Regions from separate parts of the Mus musculus genome. Here regions 2 and 3 are each linked to region 1. Evidence: chromatin contacts called from public HiChIP or PLAC-seq and Micro-C data. All regions are on one chromosome and are shown on one strand. The core of a region is the stretch at or near the end of the contact, and the rest is flanking DNA. Distances in the headings are between cores, read along the strand shown. Region 1 holds the start of Kmt2c (lysine (K)-specific methyltransferase 2C). Region 2 holds the start of Prkag2 (protein kinase, AMP-activated, gamma 2 non-catalytic subunit). Region 3 overlaps Actr3b (ARP3 actin-related protein 3B).

Evidence for each region. Hi-C and Micro-C count contacts between places; a contact is called where the count stands out from the background. HiChIP or PLAC-seq counts read pairs in DNA pulled down with a chosen protein or histone mark.
Region 2: a Micro-C map of embryonic stem cells shows a contact between it and region 1, with 4 times the contacts expected there. The contact joins the promoter of Prkag2 here to the promoter of Kmt2c in region 1. A contact is called at or near these places in 6 of 484 Hi-C or Micro-C datasets (embryonic stem cells, erythroblasts, granulosa cells and 1 more), 2 of 115 datasets of contacts at active chromatin or transcription factors (large pre-B cells and microglia) and 1 of 9 other capture datasets (adipose tissue).
Region 3: a contact with region 1 is called in an H3K4me3 HiChIP or PLAC-seq map of forebrain, with 8 times the contacts expected there. The contact joins the enhancer-like site here to the promoter of Kmt2c in region 1. A contact is called at or near these places in 2 of 39 promoter capture datasets (3T3-L1-derived adipocytes and maxillary cranial neural crest), 1 of 484 Hi-C or Micro-C datasets (cerebral cortex) and 9 of 115 datasets of contacts at active chromatin or transcription factors (the 230-238 cell line, DN3 thymocytes, astrocytes and 5 more).

What each region holds. Positions count from the first base shown.
Region 1 is chr5:25,497,519-25,500,044 of GRCm38.p6, reverse strand. It overlaps Kmt2c (lysine (K)-specific methyltransferase 2C), which reads left to right and starts at 1,262. Exons shown (of 59, transcript NM_001081383.2): 1 at 1,262-1,655. The coding sequence starts at 1,495. It overlaps 4831440E17Rik (RIKEN cDNA 4831440E17 gene), which reads right to left and starts at 248. Exons shown (of 1, transcript NR_030700.1): 1 at 1-248.
Region 2 is chr5:25,099,383-25,101,908 of GRCm38.p6, reverse strand. Prkag2 (protein kinase, AMP-activated, gamma 2 non-catalytic subunit) reads left to right here and starts at 1,267. Exons shown (of 16, transcript NM_145401.2): 1 at 1,267-1,898. The coding sequence starts at 1,785. It overlaps Gm42232 (a long non-coding RNA gene), which reads left to right and starts at 1,906. Exons shown (of 2, transcript XR_880887.2): 1 at 1,906-2,056. 2900005J15Rik (RIKEN cDNA 2900005J15 gene) reads right to left here and starts at 934. Exons shown (of 1, transcript NR_027851.1): 1 at 1-934.
Region 3 is chr5:25,800,677-25,803,202 of GRCm38.p6, reverse strand. The region is part of intron 2 of Actr3b (ARP3 actin-related protein 3B); the gene reads right to left. Among named protein-coding and RNA genes, the nearest start is that of Gm42237, 30 kb to the right of the region's middle. Within about 2 kb of position 1,267, at least 16 of the 459 cell types and tissues checked have an H3K27ac peak or open chromatin away from gene starts, as enhancers often do. A contact at or near this core is called in cerebral cortex and forebrain, where this site is marked.

The sequences.
Region 1 (2,526 bases), core at 13-2,512:
ATTTTTTTCCCACTCAACCTGTCCGCTTGGTTTTTTGTACGGCAGCCTCCGGTCTCACGGTGTTTAAAACATGACGTCGGACGGAGAAACTACAGCTGGAGTTAGGATCTAACGTTGTCCTGCCACGGTTGCGCCGCACTAGGGAAGCCTACGTGGGACTCCGCCAGGCCTGGAGCGGCCCACGCCCGCAGGGGGTCGCGGACGCACGTGCGCGCACCGCACGCGGGTGCACGCTCCGGAGTGTTTACATCGATCCCTCCCCCCTCCTCCGGCCGGGCTGGACCCTGATCCCGGATGCCCGGTCCGCAGCTTAGCGCCCGCCAGAGCCCGAGTTGCAGCCACCGCCGCGTCAGAGCGGGCGGGGGAGGGGCGGTGAGGTCAGCGGCGGCGGCCGGGTAGCGCGGGGCGCATGCGCGGACTCAGCCCCGTGAGTGGCAGCAGCGCGCTGGGGGCGGGGGCGGGAGGCGCCTGTGTGTGGGCGAGCCGGCGGCGAGTTTGAGAGGTCTGTGGTGCGGGTCGCCCCGGGGGACCCGGGTGCAGGCCTCGCGCGACGGCCACTGCCGTGTGCGTGTGTTGTTTGTGTGGTGAACGCACAGCCGCAAAACTTCCTCCTTTGCTGCCCCCAGAGAGAGAGCGGGCGTGGGGGAGCGTTCGCGAGCGAGCGAGAGGGATCCCAGCGTGAGGGAGCCAAGCTTGATGGGGCCGAAAGCTAGCGTGAGGGAGCGATCCTGAGCGTGAGGCAGCAAAGCGCCGGCCGGAGAGCGGGCAAACGATAGGGAAGAGCGAGAGCTAGCCGTGCGTTGAACCGAGCGTGAGGGAGCTAGCCACAGGGAACGCCGTGAGCGAGCAGTGTGTGAGGGAGCGATCGCCAGCGCGCGACCGAGGGGCCGGCGCTCGCACCACCCCGGAACCCACCACAACAACTGGAGCAGCTGTCAAAACTTCGCCGCGGCGTGGGCCTGACGGGCTGACGGCGCGGGGGAGGGGTGGCTGGCCCCGCCCCGGCCCGGCCCGGCCCGCCGCCCCCCTCCGCGGCCCTTTCTCCTCCCGCCGCGGGCGGCCTGGGGGAGGGGCCGGGCGGAGACCCCTGCGGCCGCCCCCGGCCCGCGCCCCTCGCGTCGCGCCCCGCCCCGCCCCGCTCGGCGCCGCCCTCCGGCCCGGCCCCGCCGGCCCCAGCCTTGGCCGCGGCGCCCCGCCCCGCGCGGCCGGCCCCGCCCGCCCCGCCCGCTTGCCCGCCGCCCCCCGCCGGCCCCTGCGCGCCGAGTGCGCGCGCCCGCGCCGATGTGTGTGAGTGCGTGTCCTGCTAGCTCCATGTTGCCGCCTCTCCCGGTACCTGCTGCTGCTGCTGCTGCTCCCGGGGCTGCGGGAAATGCGAGAGGCTGAGCCGGGGAGGAGCAACTCGAGCAGCAGCAGCGGCGGCGGCTGCGGCCGCTGCGGCGGGAGGAGCCCCCCAGGAGGAGGACGGGGATCCATGTGTCTTTCCTGGTGACTAGGATGTCGTCGGAGGAGGACCGGAGCGCGGAGCAGCAGCAGCCGCCGCCAGCACCCCCCGAGGAGCCCGGAGCCCCGGCCCCGAGCCCCGCAGCCGCAGACAAAAGACCTCGGGGCCGGCCTCGCAAAGATGGCGCTTCCCCTTTCCAGAGAGCCAGAAAGAAGTAAGTTGAGCGCGAGGGAGCCAGGCGGGCGGCCAGCGGCGGCGCGGCCCGGAGCTGTCAGGCCCCCGGCCCGGTGGGGGCGGGGCGGCCCAGGCGCGGCCCGGTTCGGCGGCGCCCGCGCAGGTCCCGCCGGCCGCGCCGCGCACTTTACTTTGGAGTTCGGCCTCGCTTCTGGGAGAACCGCCCGGCGGCTTCCCCAGGGCCTAGCCCGGCGTCCGCACACGCCCCGCCGAGCACGCCCAGCTTGCTGCCGGCCCGGCCTCTCGGAGCCACAAAGCTGTGGGCGCCAGGGACGGAGCTGTCAAACGCCGCGGCCGGGTGGTCCGGGTGCGGCGGCCGGCGCTCTTTGTCAGCTCGCGGCTCCTTTAACTTTTCTTGCTCCCAGACCGGTGCTTTTGCTTCTTAATGATACATTAGGAAGCCATTCGAGCCTGTCCTCCCCATCCCCCACCGCCCCGAACCGCACCGCCCGGCTCCGCAGCCGGCGCTCGGGATCGCACGGGCCCAGGTGTAAGCGGGCGAGTCGGAGTTTCGGGAACGCGGCCGGGTTCCGCGGCGCTGACGGCCCAGAGCACTTTGTTTAGGGGAGACAGCTTTAAACGTCGCTGGACGAGTAACTTCAACTCCAGCTGGGCAGGCAATGGCTTTCGATTGTTTTTGAGCGTCCGTGAGGACTGTGCCGGGTGGATGAACTGGGCAAGAAGTGTTGTCTTAAAAAGTGGTTATTCGGCAACTTGGCTTGAAAATTAAGGAAACCGTTTTAGTGCCAATGAGTTAGTTGATCAGCAATAGTGGCTCTTCGGGGTGCTGCGGAAGATTGGTGACCGTCTTTCAAAGTTGCAGAATGGCGTGTGTTGCTTACTCATTTCAT
Region 2 (2,526 bases), core at 18-2,517, 400 kb after region 1:
TGAACCAAGGATCGCCCCCTTCCCCCCAGCTGTAGGGTTTTACCTAATTTGCAGGAACTTGGCTGGTACCGTGGAAATCCAGGGGATTGCTGGACCCAGCAATGGGTTTCTCATGGGACAGACAGGTCCTTTACTAAATCATGGTCTTAAAGTGGTAACCACATCCTCTACGGTGGGAGAGCAGGAAGAGGAGTAAAGGCCATCTCCTTACCCGTGTCATGTCTTCGTCAAAGGAACCCCTATCACGTTTATGCTATAGGTACTGTCCGTGTATTACTGTTTACAGGGAGCAGGTGGGCTGATGTTAGCTTCAAAGAGCTGGAGTGATCACTGGGGTCAGCCGGTATTCAATTCTGAGCAGGAGAGGAAGCACGCCCCTCACTCAGACCAGAAGCCAAGGTCCTGCTGCCTGGGAGGAACACCAGGGCCCTGAGCAGCCCGCAGTACCAGATCTGCAGCCAGTGGCTCTGAAGATCCGGGAGCACGTGGCGTGTTCGCCCTGGTTTCAGGCTCCGACGCACCCATTTCCTCTCGTGGTTTTAGGACTTCAGCATTTACTGAGACCAGAGCGCCTTTGCCAAAGATCAAGGTTTGTTGCGCAATCTTTGATGAATCTGAAAAGAACCAAGTTGTGGAGAAAAGCCTGCACTCACCACGCCACAGGCCGCTCTGGACAGGATGGGGTTCCCTACGCCGCAGGGGGGCGGCGTTGCGAGAAGCGAGTGCGGTCACCCGAACCACTTTGACCCGGGGCTTCAATCGTGGCGTGGTCGGGCTGCGGGTGTGTGTTTCCGGGGGCTGGACCTAAACAGAGACACAGCAAAACCAGATGGATCAGAATCAGCTCCTGGCGAGTCCGGAGCTGGCCTACCTTGAGACAGAGAGTGCACGGCGACCACCCGGGGGCAGCGTGGGCCGCGTGGAGTGGGACAGTGGCGCCGCACGCCGCGCACTTCCTGTTCAACGCGCGCGCCGCCTGCCACCGCCCAGCGCTCCCAGAGCCTACGTTGGTGCCAGACCCGGCCCCCACAGTTCCCCGGGTCCCGGGGGCCGCGGCTCAGAGGCCGCCCGGGGCGGGCGCCCTGCCCTATTCTCCCCTAGGGGCTGGGGCGCGCCCTTCGGCCCGCAGAACCCAGCCAGCCGCCGCCACAGTTTATTCCTGCGGCCACGCGCCAGCCCAATTGCGACGAGTCTTCGCCTTTGCACCTCCTCTTCCCCCTCTGCCCTCCCTCTCGCCCAAAGAGGAGGCCCTCCGGGTCCCAGGCTCCCTGTCGCTTTATTGTGCGGCCCAGGGTTATGCATTTCTCTACCAAGTGTCTCTGGCCACCGTTTCCATCGAGGCACAGACACGAGAAGGCTGTTTTCCAAATTGCTGTTGTTAATTGCACCTGCCTGGCCGACTACCTCTGGGAATTTGTGGGAGGAGCCGAGAGGTGGAAAATGTTGCTTCGCTTTGCAGAAGGAGGAAAACTTTATCACCCAGCACAAGACTTCTGCCACGCGTAACCAAAAGTAGCACGGGCCGAGACTCTGCACCCAATGATTCCGTAGGAGAAAGAGGACGCTCCAACCCGGCATTCCGCGGACTGCCAGCCCCTCGGGTGGAGCCCCGCGTGTTACCTGCGCCACCCGCCCTCCCCGCGGAAGTCCCCACGAGGTGTTTTCAGGGTGGGAGGACAGTCATAAAAAGCGCGTGGCTCCAGTGTAACGGCAGCAGTCCTGGGAGGCAGCGAGGGGACCGAACCCCGGGGACGAGGCACCGGAATTAACTTCTAGCTAAAGTTATGGGAAGCGCAGCCATGGACACCAAGAAGAAGAAAGAGGTTTCCAGCCCGGGCGGGAGCAGTGGCAAAAAGAACCCTAGCCTGAAGAGGCGGTCACTGCGAGTGCACATTCCGGTGAGTCCCATCCCTGGAGCTCCAGACTCCCGCGGCGCCTAGGCGGTTAACAAGGGACACTCTGCGCGCGCCGTCCTGTCCCTCCTGTCCCTTCGGGAGGCTGGGGAGGGGGAGGGGCAGGGCCCAAGCTGGGCCGCAGAGCCCGAGATTGGATCTTGGTCCGTACTATAGTGGAGCTATGGGATTGTCTAGGACAGAGGCAAGGGTGTCTGCTGGGAAGCGAGTACGAGAAGCGCGCTCCCGGGTGCGCAAAGCCTGGTGGCGGACTGGGCGTAGCCCTGGATCGGGCCGGTGCGGGTGCTGGGGAGGGGGGTGGTGAGTTGTGTTGTTTTGTTGAAAAGGACCTCTTGTGAAGTGCGGGGAAGCGTGAGTTGAGGAGCCGCCGCCGCCACCGGGGACTGAGGAAAGGAGTGGTGGGTGGGAATATCGCGGGGTGCCACGGTGAGGCAGCACCCCCAAATAGCTCTCCCTCCACACCAATTTCAGGATGCATGTGAGTCGCGGCTGGAGCCCTTTGCAGTGATTCCCGTGGTTTGACTCCAGGAATATTTTGTGCCTCGTGGAATTTGGGGGCTTGAGGTTTTCTCGGCTTACTATACAGGGCTATTGCTAACTTCAGCCCAGAATA
Region 3 (2,526 bases), core at 18-2,517, 300 kb before region 1:
CTAAAATTTCACACTTTAAAAATGTCACAGTGCACTAGGAATGTAGCTCAGTGGTTAGTACACACAAACATCACAAAGATAAACAAATAGTCACAAAAATAGGAATAATAGCTGTAACAAATCAGTACATGATGCCTAGTGTCCCCACAACACAAAACTTACCAAAAATGCAATTTTAAAAATGGAAAAAAGCATGAACAGCTAAGGAATGGTGCTCAGGTTTACCACTAAGCACAGAAATCAAATTCTAAAAGCCAGGTAACTTTACATTCGCTGGAGTTGCCAGTAGGCAGAGACCAAAACTGGATTCCTGAGAAGCCGGCAGCAGAGCAGCCACACAACCAGAGCAGCTTGGATCCCTGCTCGGGCAGGTGAGCAAGGGCACCCGTTCTGTAAAATAGAAAAACTGGAAAATATTTGTGTTGCTAAAATGTTAGCTGGATGTAATAACCTATGTCTGCAATCCCAGCACGGGGAGGCTGAAGCAAGAGGAGTCTACAAAAGGAGACGAAGTTTTATAGTCTCACTAGACTTGGCTTCAGAACTGCATACATTAGCAGTTATAGAAACTAAAGACAACACTGAAGAGGTTTTTTTAAGATAATGTTGAAACGTTGAACAAAATTGCTTTTAAAATTCACAGCACAGTGGACCTTTATACATAGGACATAACGATGAAACATAACACTAGAATCTAGGCAGAAAATATCCACCAGAGGAAGGAACAGGAAGGAGGGGCTGAGACTGAGCCCGAAAGGTGTCATCACAGACAGCTGTCATCTGAGAACCTCACTTCAGGTGACAGCATAGCAAGCAAGTTCACTTACACCAACTAAAACATTCCAAAGCCTGTGTCCCGTCCAGGCCAGCGCTGGCCAGCACTTCCTTAAGGAGCACCTGACTGTATGTGTGCATTTGTGGGTGGGGTCCGGGAGCTTTCCTGTATTTTCTCTTGCATTTAATTAACCAAGCCAAAATATTAAGGCTATATTTAATTTCATTTAATTAGAAATAACAGGCCAGGAGTAAGGGTCCACATCTTTAATCTCGGCATCAGGAGAGCAGAGGCAGGTAAAGCTATGTGAGTTAGAGGCATGGAGAGGTCCAGGCCGGCCAGGGCTACACAGTAAGATCCAGCTCAAGAAAGAACAGCAGCAAATGCTACCTCAGGCCCCTCTGCTGGCAAGCCCTCATCCGAGAAGGCACCTAGTCTGAGCTGTTGGCAACTCCCCAGGATGCAGTGAGCACAGGGAACTCGCCCCCTCCACCCCGCCCTATTCACAGTGCTGTTCACTGCCCTCTCTCTTTACTGCTATGCTCACCCCACTCTCCTCAGCCTAAGCCTTGCACAACATCCTCAAAGCAAAAATAGGAAAAAAACAAAAAACAAAAAACCTTCAAACAATGAGGCCAAGACTACACAAAATCTTCAACAGACAGACACAAGTGAGGCCTGGACAGATTTACTGATAGTACAGTTCCAGTAGCCAGGCCCTGATGGAAGCCCTCAGGACCCTGTAAGCATTCCTGATGTCAAATTGAGGATCCCTAGGAAGACAATGCAGTCTATCACATGACTATTCCCCAGACCTCAATCCCATCTCCTGCCAGGCTGCATGGGGCTCAGCTTCCACCTCTCCATGTCCACATCCAGCCTGTAGCCCCTTGGATCACAGGCTTGCTTCAGCCCTGATGCCTGCCTGCCCTCCCTCCCTCCCTCCCTCCCTCCCTCCCTCCCTCCCTCCCTCCCTCCCTCTCTCCACTCTTCTTACCTATCCTCCCTTCTTCCTCTTTTTCTCTCTCCTGCACTATGGAATATGAGTCTGGTGCAAGCCAGGCCAGCTCCAGATCCATCTCTCCTGAAGCCACTTCAGCACACACATCCTCAAACCAGTCTTGTAAATGAGACCTCTGCAAACAGAAACCTCTCAGCACAAAAGCAAGCACTGGGTGAGTGAGTGGTCCAGGGTGACTGAGGCCTGCACCTACCTCAACACCCACACGTCTGCCCTAGCGTCTTCAACTGTGTTTCTGGCAAGGCTCTCCCATAAGAACTGCAGCCAACAGTACCGTGGTTTGGGGCTGGAGAGATGCCCAGTGGTTCAGAGCACACACCACTCTTGCAGAGGGTTTGAATTTGTCTCTCAGTATCCATCTCAGGTGGCTCAGCACTGCCTATAAATCCAGTTCCAAGGGACTCGATATCCTCTTCTGGACTGTGCAGGGCTCTGCACTCACGAGTGCACAAACCCACGTGCACACAAACACACACACATAAACTACAAAATAAAAAGATGAGGATGAAAGGATGGCTCTGTAATTGAGAAACCATCTGTAACTCCAGTCCCAGAGAATCCAATGCCCTCTTCTGACCTCTGCAGGCACCACACACACATGATGGATAGATATACATGCAGGCAAAACACCCCTATGTAGCAGAATTTTCCCTGTCCAATTATTTTAAATATTAATACAACAAGAAGCCTGGGATTGAACAGGGAAAGGGGAGGCAAAGCTAAGAGTTGC